2 separate regions of the Mus musculus genome follow, and region 2 is linked to region 1. Evidence: chromatin contacts called from public promoter capture Hi-C data. All regions are on one chromosome and are shown on one strand. The core of a region is the stretch at or near the end of the contact, and the rest is flanking DNA. Distances in the headings are between cores, read along the strand shown.

Region 1 (5,019 bases), core at 541-3,040:
TCTGCAAACCCAAACCATTAAAGATGGTCTCACCCCTGTGCTTATGCATTCCCCTGGCCACTGTCACAGTCTAGTCTTTTCTGAAGCAGGGTCTTGTTACACAGCCTGGCCTGGCCTGGAGCTCCTGATCCCTCGCTTCAGGTCCTCAGTGCTGTGGTTACAAGCGTGCTCCCCACTCACAGCCTCCGGGCAGGCTTTGCTGATTCTGTGTGAGCAGGCGAAGTCCCTTCCTGGTCTATAGCCTAATATATACACATGTGTCTATATGTCTATATCAATACCTGTATAGATATATATTGACATTCATTTATATAACCACATTCAATTCTTGTCTCTTCACTGCCTAGCCTCTCAAGGGAAATTCTTATAAATCTAAGGGCATGCATAGGCTTTGGGTTCAGATTGGCATTTTGCTCATGGATAACTGTCCCACATGGCATTGGTTAGTCATTTGGCCTCTAAGCTTCTCTTCCCTACTTTGCCAAATGGTCCTGGCAATGGCGATGCCCAGCTTCTGGTGCCATTGAAGTGAAGTGAGCCACCGCACAGCATTTGCTGCTGATGAAAAGCTCTGTGAAGGGAGTTGTTCTCATTAGAAACGCTGTGGAATATTCCTCACACTTGTGTAAAATTCAGCCCTTTTAAAGAGGGAGTTTTTCATAGGTTCCCCAAGGATGCATATACAGAAACCTTGGCTAGCAGTAAGTTTCACAGCACAAATGGTATAAGAATTTTTGCACAGCATATCACACACACACACACACACACACACACACACACACACACACACAAAGTCAAAAACTGAAGCAGTTCTGGAGAACTTGCAGAACCTGAGACGTGTTGTCTGGCCCCAGTCTCAGAAGCTTGCATTTACCGAGCTGGAAGATGAATGGGGGCAGAAGGCTCTTGCCCTCACTGGCCTTGAGTGTCCCTGCAGAAGGCAGTCTTAATGTGGCTTCGTGGGTGGCAGAGACCTCAACCTTTTGTTCCTCCGTGGTGGCCGCAGGAGCCATAGGCCACTGCTTTGTCTCTGGTGACTTCGCCTGGAATGGAGCCAACCCACAGCTGTATGCATGCTTCACCCTAGCCCAGAAACCAGCAGCGCTTTGCACACAATGGAGAGGAACAGGCTGCGGCAAGGGGAGGCCTCCTGGGCAGAGAGAGAGAAATTTGGTCCAGGGAAAACAATCCAGCTCTGAAATCTTCCATCTTTAGCAGATGGAGAAATCACCACAGCAAAAAAAAAAAAAAGAAAGAAAGAAAAAAAAGAAAAAGAAAAAAAAAGGGGGGGGGTGGCTGCCATAGCAGAGAAGACCTAGCAGCTAAACAGGAAGAGAGTCTATATCCCCCCACTACCACTGCCCCAGGACCACAGTAGCAAAAGAAGTTCTGTGCAACCCGAGGCTCCTTTGGGGTTTGCACATAGTCTGTCTGTAATGCCAGGCCTCAGCCCAACCTCTCACCACATGCCGCCTCTTCTCTAGCAGGAGCCAGCTTCTGGGAGTCACCCTGGACACAGACCCAGAACAAACCATCCAGATATTTCCATTGTTGGGTTCAAAGAGATCCCTAGGGCAGCTCCCTCCCTACAAGTAGCATGCGGCAGCTACACACACACACACACACACACACACACACACACACACACACACGGAGAGGGGGAGAGAGAGGTCTCTGTAGTAAACAACTTAGCTGCCCACCATTCTCTTTCCCCACAACCTAAGAACAAGTCTAAATGATGATGGGGCAATGAGCAGACTCATTCTGCAAACATGAACAGGGACCAGTGCCATGTGGGAGTAATCTGAGAGACAGCAGCAGCCTTGCCTCAGGACGCCTCCCTGAAGCTCTTTCTCCACTGGAGATGCAGCTGACAGAAGCTATAGAACGTGAATGCTATTTCTCTCACCCCAGGAGACCACGAGAAAGAAGAAGAGGAAGAAAATGAAATGATGTGAACCAAGCCCAGCATTCTAGAATGTACCCGGTGGTGACTCTGCAGGGCACAGAGTCGCTCTCCCCTCAGCAATGGAATGCAGCTGCTCTAGGGAGCTCATCTGTAGACTGCGGGTTCACAGCGCTACTGGAGGCGGGCCAGGCCCAAAGCACCCCCAGAAAACTGTGAGGTTAGTGGAGGAATTAGTTGTGTTCTAAATCACCACGACGCAGCACAGTCCATCAGTTTTGAAAGGGAGAGTTGCTGCAGTGTTGGTGATAGGCAGAGCTCAGAGAACCACAGCTGCCTTCCTCCTGTGAACGGAAAGTTTCCAGGGGGCAGCTAGACAATATATGCCAGAGGCCTTGCTCAACTAGACTTCCAGGAAGCTAGCCTGAGAAGGTAGTCTGATGGGTTGTGTTGGAATGCGTGTGTTCTCTTCAGTGTGTGATGCTCAGTCCTCATTGACAACTTGACGAAATCACCATCACCTAGAAACCTTTGAGTGTGTCCGGGAGAGGTCTCCAGAGAGGTTTGAGAAAAGGAGGGTCCATGTTAAAGGAGGGCACCACCTTTCTGTTGGCTGGGAACCCAGAACCAATGAACTGGAGCATGTGAACTGAGCCCGGCATTCAAGTCTTTTTCCTGATTACAGACACCACGTCCCCCCTCTTCCCCTTCCTCCCCACCCCTCCATCATGTCTTCCCCTTCTGGGATGCGACCCAAGATAAACCCTTCCTTCTCTAGGCTGCACTGGCTGGCTACTTGGTCACAACTCTGAGAAAAGTAACTAATACCGAGTGCTGTTTGCGATAAACATAAATGGCCCACAGTCAGGCTGGGCTGCTGGGTAAGAGGAGAGTCTTATGCAGCCATAAAACTCTCATGAAGAAAAATTACCCATGTGGGAAATTTTCTCCTACAGTACAGAGAAATCTAAAAACATCTTCCAAGATATTGTTTCTGAATATTTCCAATGGTATATATGTAAATAAAACAAAAATAAATATAAAATGACCAGGAAGGCCTATGGTTGCATAGGGGAGGGTGATTTTTTTTTTTTCTTCTTTCACATTCCTCACAGTTAGTGTGTATTATATTTTTAATTAGGTAGGCTGGGTTTTTTTTTTTTTTAAGCAATAACTTGTCTATCTTTAGGAAGACAGACAATTTCACACACACACACACACACACACACACACACACACACACACACACTTTTAGAGCAAACTTTTCATTCCATGGCCTCCTGAATAGAGACTAGATCTGGCAGACACCAAGTGAACACAGGGTGAAACTGTTGACACACGAGTCCCTTGCCGGGCCAGCTGTTAGTGAGAAGACGGGCTCCCATTTTCAATGAGTAAGACTTCCAAGAGAGGAAACCTGGAGCATGCAAATGCATGGCTCACATGCCCAGAAAGCCACCCTTGGCCACTGGCCAGATGCAGGACCCCCTGGCCCAGAAGGTAAGGGGTTAGACTTAGCACCAAGAGATGCTGACAGGTGCCTCCTTACCCGCCCCTCTGCACACATCTGCATTCTGCGCAAGTCCAACCATACTACAATCAGCCTCCAGAAGGGCCACACTTTATCATATACATACAGATCAGAGCCAGTGAGATTACTTGCGCCCTGGATCACAACCTATTTTTTCAAAGGCAGTTGTTTATTTATTTTAAGAATACTAAAAGGATGTCAAGCCACTTTCTACCTTGAAATTAATGACTGTCCTTAGCTGAGAACAGGATGTAGCTTTTAAAAAAAAAGTGGTTTAATTATTTTTCTCTCCAGAGTCTTTAAGAGACTTGATTTGTTGAGGTCCATGGTCTTTCTCTGGTCCAACAGTCTTTTGTTTCCCCCAAGTCTAGTCCCCACCCCCACTCATTTTTTAGCACAGAAATTCATTAACAAATTCACCACAGAGCGTTATTCATGGTACTTGTCTCATTCAGAGGTTTTTAATATCAAGAGTTACTGTAAATCATCTCTCCATTGTGATCATGTGAGCAGGAGAGCCATCTAACGAGGTCCACAGGGCAGCTCCTCTGCTCCTAACCCGGCTCAGCAAGGCTGGAGGAGGCCCCTCGGCTGAGGGGAGAAAACTCATTACCTCACCTCTAGATTAAATTATATACAAAGCAAATCTCTCCCTCTGCAGCCAGGCGAGGTGCTGCATGCCACAAAAATGCAAACAAATCGGCTTCAAACCCAGCCAGGGCTGGTGAGAAACGCATTAAGGTTGGGCAGAAATGCAGACACTGAACTTCCTCCTCAGCTTCTCCAGAAAGATTCACCTGAGGCCAAGCACAGATGGAGCCTCCAGTGGCCCTGACTGACCCCAACAGAGAATCTTCCCTCCTTCCTTAAAGGCAACATTAGAATCTCCTCTCCTTTCTTAAATGAAACATTGGAGGTTTGTCGGGTGACCACCATCCCAATGCCCGTGAACCACCCCGCTTCTGTGTGTGTGTGCCCATTTGTGTTCAGGTGTGAGCTAATGCCCAGTGTATCATTTCTTATCCTTTTCTCTCTCTCTTCCTTCCTTCCTTCCTTCCTTCCTTCCTTCCTTCCTTCCTTCCTTCCTTCCTTCCTCCCTCCCTCCCTCCCTCCCTCCCTCCCTCTTTCTTTCTTTCTTTCTTTCTTTCTTTCTTTCTTTCTTCCTTTCTTTCTTTCTGAGACAGAATCTCACTATCTCACTACGCAGCTCTGTGTCCTCAAACTCATCAGGATGCACCTGCCTCTGCTTCCCGGGTGCTGGGATGCAAGGTGTGCCCCACAACACCTGGTTCTGACGTATTTTCTTGAGACAGGTCATCTGCACTCAAAGCCCTCCACTTTGGCTTGGCTGGTTAGTTTGTGTCAATCTGACACAAACCTGGATAGTGTCTTTTTGAAAGAGGGAACTTTAGTTGAGGGATTGCCTCCATCAGATTGCCTGTAGGAGAGTCTGTGGGGGCATTTTTTTAAAGATTAATGTGGGAGGGGCAGTGGTGGCACATGCCTTTAATCCCAGCACTTGGGAGGCAGAGGCAGGTGGGTTTCTGAGTTTGAGGCCAGTCTGGTTTACAGAGTGAATTCC
Region 2 (5,032 bases), core at 2,192-4,691, 160 kb after region 1:
TCTCTATGTAGCCCTGGCTAGTCCAGAACTGAGCATGTGCACCAAGCTGGCCTCCAACTCAGGGATACCCACCTGTTCTGCCTCCAGAGTTCTTCAATTAAACATGTGAGTCCCTACACCTGACCCTCTGAGCCAATTTTGAAGCCTCATGATGAATTTGGATAATTTGTTGGATCAAGACTTTCTATTAGCAGCACATCTTTTCTGCCTTTCTCCTCTTTGTGCCATTGATTTTGTTGCTTTTGTGGAGTCTCTCTGTGTAGCAGTGGCTGACCAGAAACTTTCTATGTAGACCAGTCTGGCCTTGAACTCACAGAGATCTCCTGCTTCTGCCTCCTGAGGACTGGGATACTCCTTTGAGTTCTCCTTTCCTCATTCATTTTAAAACCACTTAATAAGTCTCCACAAGCAAACTCCTATACAAAACTGCATGTCCTCATTACTGATGTATAAGTATTGTATGGCGTATACAAGCTGTTAAGTAACAGTAATGACAGCCCTCTGTAGTTTTGGTTGTTATTGCTCTCACTTGAGATAAGTTCCTTCTTATTTATTCACTGTGTGGGTCAAAGTAGATCATACCCATGGCTGGGAAATGTGAAAGCAGAGCCAAGGGTGCATAACACTTGTGAATAGCCAGAGGAACACCCTAGTTCCAAAGATGTCATATTACACATGATAACACCAGTTTGTGAGAACTTGAAAGAATCTAGAAGCCATCTTTAGAGACTTAATGGGAGAGAACACTGGGAAATTCGGGACAGTGAACTTGATTCTAGCTCAGGAGACCCTTACCTGCAGAGTTTGGGACTTATTTTCCAAGTGGTAAAAATGATTTATTGAAGTCACTTTAAGCAGCATTGGAAAGTTTAACAAAGCCAACATTGAATTAATTGACATAATCATACCCAATAAATTTGAATGAAGGAAGAATGGTGTGAAGATGAGGAGAAATTATAGGAGTTAAAGCTTGAAGGGAAAGAGTCTAAACTAAGCTTGGTGTGTCTAGAGGGTTTTCTATCACTGTGATGACACATCATAGATCAGAAGGAGGAAAGAGCTGTTTTGACTCACAGTTCCACTCCATAGTTGCTTGGGCCCATTGCTGTAGGCCTGTGGAGAGGCAGAACATCATAACAGTGAGGGCATAGTGACACAAAGCTGCTCACCTCATGGATCCCCAGAGACAAAGACACAAAGAGCATCAGAAAGGGGATAGGAACAAGATATCTTTCCTGGATATGTCTCTGTGGCTTACTTCCTTAAGTTAGGACCCTTCTTCCAACAATACAATCGTATTCTGAACCCATCAAGGGCTGTTAGAGCCTTCAGAATCTAGCTACTCACTTCCTCACGCTGATCAGCTGGCAAGCAAGACTTTAACACAGGAGCCTTTTAGAGGGTCACACACCATATCCCAACCATAGCAGGAAAGAAAGTTGATGCAAGACCCTGCACGGGAAGAAACAACTGAACTTGATACTTGTGTCTGAGGTAGGAATTGTGGGAAGGGAAGAACTAAAGTGCCTGTTTTCTAGAGTGGGATTGCTCAGAATAAAGGTAGCTCCACTGGCATTTACAAGTGGGATAATGATGCTTTAGTTTCAGATGTGCATAGCGTGACGCTGCAATAAGATAGCGAAGTGAAAATATCTGGGGCCTGGTTGGTAATTTGGAACTGAAATCTTAGTATAGAAACTTGAGATGTATCTAACTGATGCTGGAAATTTTGGCATATTAATCTGCAAATACTTATACAGCCCCTATAAGGCTTTATGGCTAACTCTGGGGTGGGGGGATATATATCAAGAGAAGAGTGTCAAAGATTTAACGTTTGAGTGTTGGGTATTTCTTTGCTAGAGAACAAAGAACCATTAAGAAATAAGGGCAAGTGGGAATGATGTGTGTCCTAGTTAGGATTACTATGGCTATGATGAAGCACCACGACCATAAACAAGTGGGGAGGAGAGGGTTTACTCAGCTTACACTTCCACATCATAGTCCATCACTGAAGGAAGTCAAGGCAGGAACTCAAACAGGGCCAGAACCTGGAGGCAGGAGCTGATGCAGAGGCCATGGAGGCATGCTGCTTACTGGCTTGCTCCCTGTTTTGCTCAGCCTGCTTTCTTATAGAACCCAGGACAGCCAGCCCAGGGATGGCACCATCCACCATCGGCTGGGCTCTCTCCAATCAATCACTAATTAATAAAATGCCCTACAGCTGGATCTTAAGGAGGCATTTTTCCTCAATCAAGGCTCCCTCCTTTCAGTTGACGCTGCTTGTGTGTCAAGTTGACATAAAATCAGCCAGCGTGCCAGGTGGTGGTGGTGCACGCCTTTAATCCCAGCACTTGGGAGGCAGAGGCAGGTGGATTTCTGAGTTCGAGGCCAGCCTGGTCTACAAAGTAAGTTCCAGGACAGCCAGGGCTACACAGAGAAACCCTGTCTCAATAAAACAGAAACAAAAACAAACAACCAAACAACCAAACAAACAAACACCAGCCAGCATAATGAGTCAAAGAAATGTAGAAGCAATGACATGTGCAAGAATAGGGGCCAAGGGAAGAAGAGATTTCAGAGCAGAAGTTAAAAAGTATGAAGAGCTCATGATGTGAGGGATCTAGCCCAAGAAGGCAGCTGGCACTCCTCGTGGGATTATTCTTCATTAAATAGTGGGGACATAATGCAGATCATCTTAATGCAGTAAACATTTTCACTCATTGTCCGAGGTACTAGTTAGGTCTCACAAATTTCAGACCTAGTACACATATTTGTTTTTCTTCTTTTAATTACAAAGGAGATGAAATTTTGGACTACATTAATTCCAGACAAGTAGCCAAAGAGAAATTACCATATCATTTCTGACCTCACATTTAGGTCTATCAATGGGAATAATTTTAAGGAATAATTAAGGATTCTTGTCCAATAACATTAAGATAGTCCCTGCCTGTCTCAGATCATATTCTACCTAGCGAATATGATTCTGTTTAGATTATAACTTGCTGGAAGGGTAGGCTTAAGGTTTGAGTCACATAAAAAATGCTTTGGAACGGAAATCTCTTAAAATTTTGACAGTCATAAAAAAAAAGTCTAACTTAAGCTCCATTTCTACTTGGAAAAAAATGATCTGAAGTAAAAAAAGATGAATGGAATTTAATAGTTTTCCTGTTGACATTGAGTCGACACTATAAAGTAAGTCATACTCTGGTGTCTATTCCTTGGGTGGAGCACATAGCTCACTTTTAGACATTATTTGGTTTCTTGAATATTTAGCAGTTTCAGATGTAGGTTTTTCACTGTGACTCAGCTGCAGCGTGAGCTTCACTTCTCCAAAGTCACTGAACTGTGTCATCATTATTTCCTGTCCTGGAAGAACTGAGCCCCAGAGGATGCTACAAGGGTTGAGGTGGAATGTGTGAAAAACGGATGGCTTCTTAGGTCCTTCCATATGTGCATGTGTAACTCTCCCTGTATGTGATGCACATGAGGCTCTTCCTGTATGTGATGCACGTGTGCATCTCCCTCTATGTGGTGCACATGTGCCTCTCCCTGTATGTGATGCACATGTGCCTCTCCCTGTATGTGGTGCACATGTGCCTCTCCCTGTATGTGATGCACATGAGGCTCTTCCTGTATGTGATGCACATGTGCATTTGGTTGTGTATGCACATTTATGGAGGCCATAGGGCAACCTCAGATGTCTGTTCTCAAGAGTAACCTGACTTGTTTTGTGATCTGGGGCTTGCCAATTAGACTAAGCTGGCTGGCCTATTAGCCCCAGGAATCCACCTGCCTCTAGCTCTCTGCTACCAGCATTGCAAGTTTAAGCCACTACACCTGGCTTTTTTATTATCTATCTATCTATCTATCTATCTATCTATCTATCTATCTATCTATCTATCTATCTATCTATCTATCTATCTACCTATCTACCTATCTATCTATCTATCTATCTATCTACCTATCTATCTATATCTTTGAGGGTCTCTCTGTGTTTCTCTGCCTGGCACAGAACTCACTATGTAAACCAGACTGGCTCAGTCTTGCAAAGATCTGTCTGCCTGTGCCTGCCAAATGCATGTGCCACCATTCCTAGCCCACACGTGGCTTTTATGTGGGTTCTGGGAATCCAACGCAGGTGCTCATTCTTTCAAGTGAGCTGTTTTTCTAAATCCCTTACCTGTTTCTTTGGGGAAATTCTTCTTGAAATTGTATTACAGAAGCTGAAAAGGCAATCCACCAAGTACAAGGCCGACAAAATCTATCCTACAACTGTGGCTCAGAGGCCCAAGAATATCAAGAAAAACAGATACAAGGATATTTTGCCCTGTAAGTTCAGTTTCTTCCTGTAAACTTGTCTTTCCTTCCAATTTTAACTCTCTGCCTTCAGTTTTTAACCCAGCGCTTGTTCTTAATCTTAGAATGCTTCACTGGCAAATTAATTATATTATTTATGACTGTAAAAGAACGTTCATTCATTCGATTACTTGTTCACGTAGACTTAGCCCTCTATGTAAGATTTTTCAGTTACACTGTCTCTTTCTCTCGTGTTCCAGATGATCACAGCCTGGTAGAGCTGTCTCTGTTAACTTCCGATGAGGATTCCAGTTATATCAATGCCAGCTTTATTAAGGTAGATTGAGGAAATAAAAGCATCCCATATTTTTCTGAGCACCTGAAATAGGGGATGGGGAGAAGACTAGGGGAAGAGGGTGCTGTCTGCACTCACCTCAGGTGAATTCTGTTCTCCTTTAGGGTGTCTATGGACCCAAGGCTTATATTGCTACCCAGGGTCCTTTATCTACAACTCTCCTGGACTTCTGGAGGATGATTTGGGAGTACCGCATCTTGGTGAGTGCATAATTGCTTCAGGTACTTCAGTAGAGAAGGCGGGATGCCAGGGAGAAACTGAGCAGGCTTCCCAGCTGTTAAAAGCCGCTCTTTTCTTTGGGGCTTGATGAAATTTCAGAGAGCAGGTATCTTTTATCAGTTTTACAATGAGCTCTTGTTCACATGAACGCAAGCTGGCAGC

What was found. Capture Hi-C pulls out chosen DNA fragments and counts their contacts.
Region 2: a contact with region 1 is called in a promoter capture Hi-C map of adipose tissue. The contact joins two enhancer-like sites. A contact is called at or near these places in 1 of 115 datasets of contacts at active chromatin or transcription factors (microglia) and 1 of 9 other capture datasets (adipose tissue).

Annotation. Positions count from the first base shown.
Region 1 is chr3:103,715,466-103,720,484 of GRCm38.p6, forward strand. No RefSeq gene overlaps it. Among named protein-coding and RNA genes, the nearest start is that of Olfml3, 20 kb to the right of the region's middle. Within about 2 kb of position 1,791, at least 94 of the 459 cell types and tissues checked have an H3K27ac peak or open chromatin away from gene starts, as enhancers often do. A contact at or near this core is called in adipose tissue, where this site is marked.
Region 2 is chr3:103,869,425-103,874,456 of GRCm38.p6, forward strand. Ptpn22 (protein tyrosine phosphatase, non-receptor type 22 (lymphoid)) reads left to right here. Exons shown (of 21, transcript NM_008979.2): 2 at 4,221-4,329; 3 at 4,557-4,633; 4 at 4,756-4,851. Among named protein-coding and RNA genes, the nearest start is that of Ptpn22, 12 kb to the left of the region's middle. Within about 2 kb of position 3,442, at least 75 of the 459 cell types and tissues checked have an H3K27ac peak or open chromatin away from gene starts, as enhancers often do. A contact at or near this core is called in adipose tissue, where this site is marked.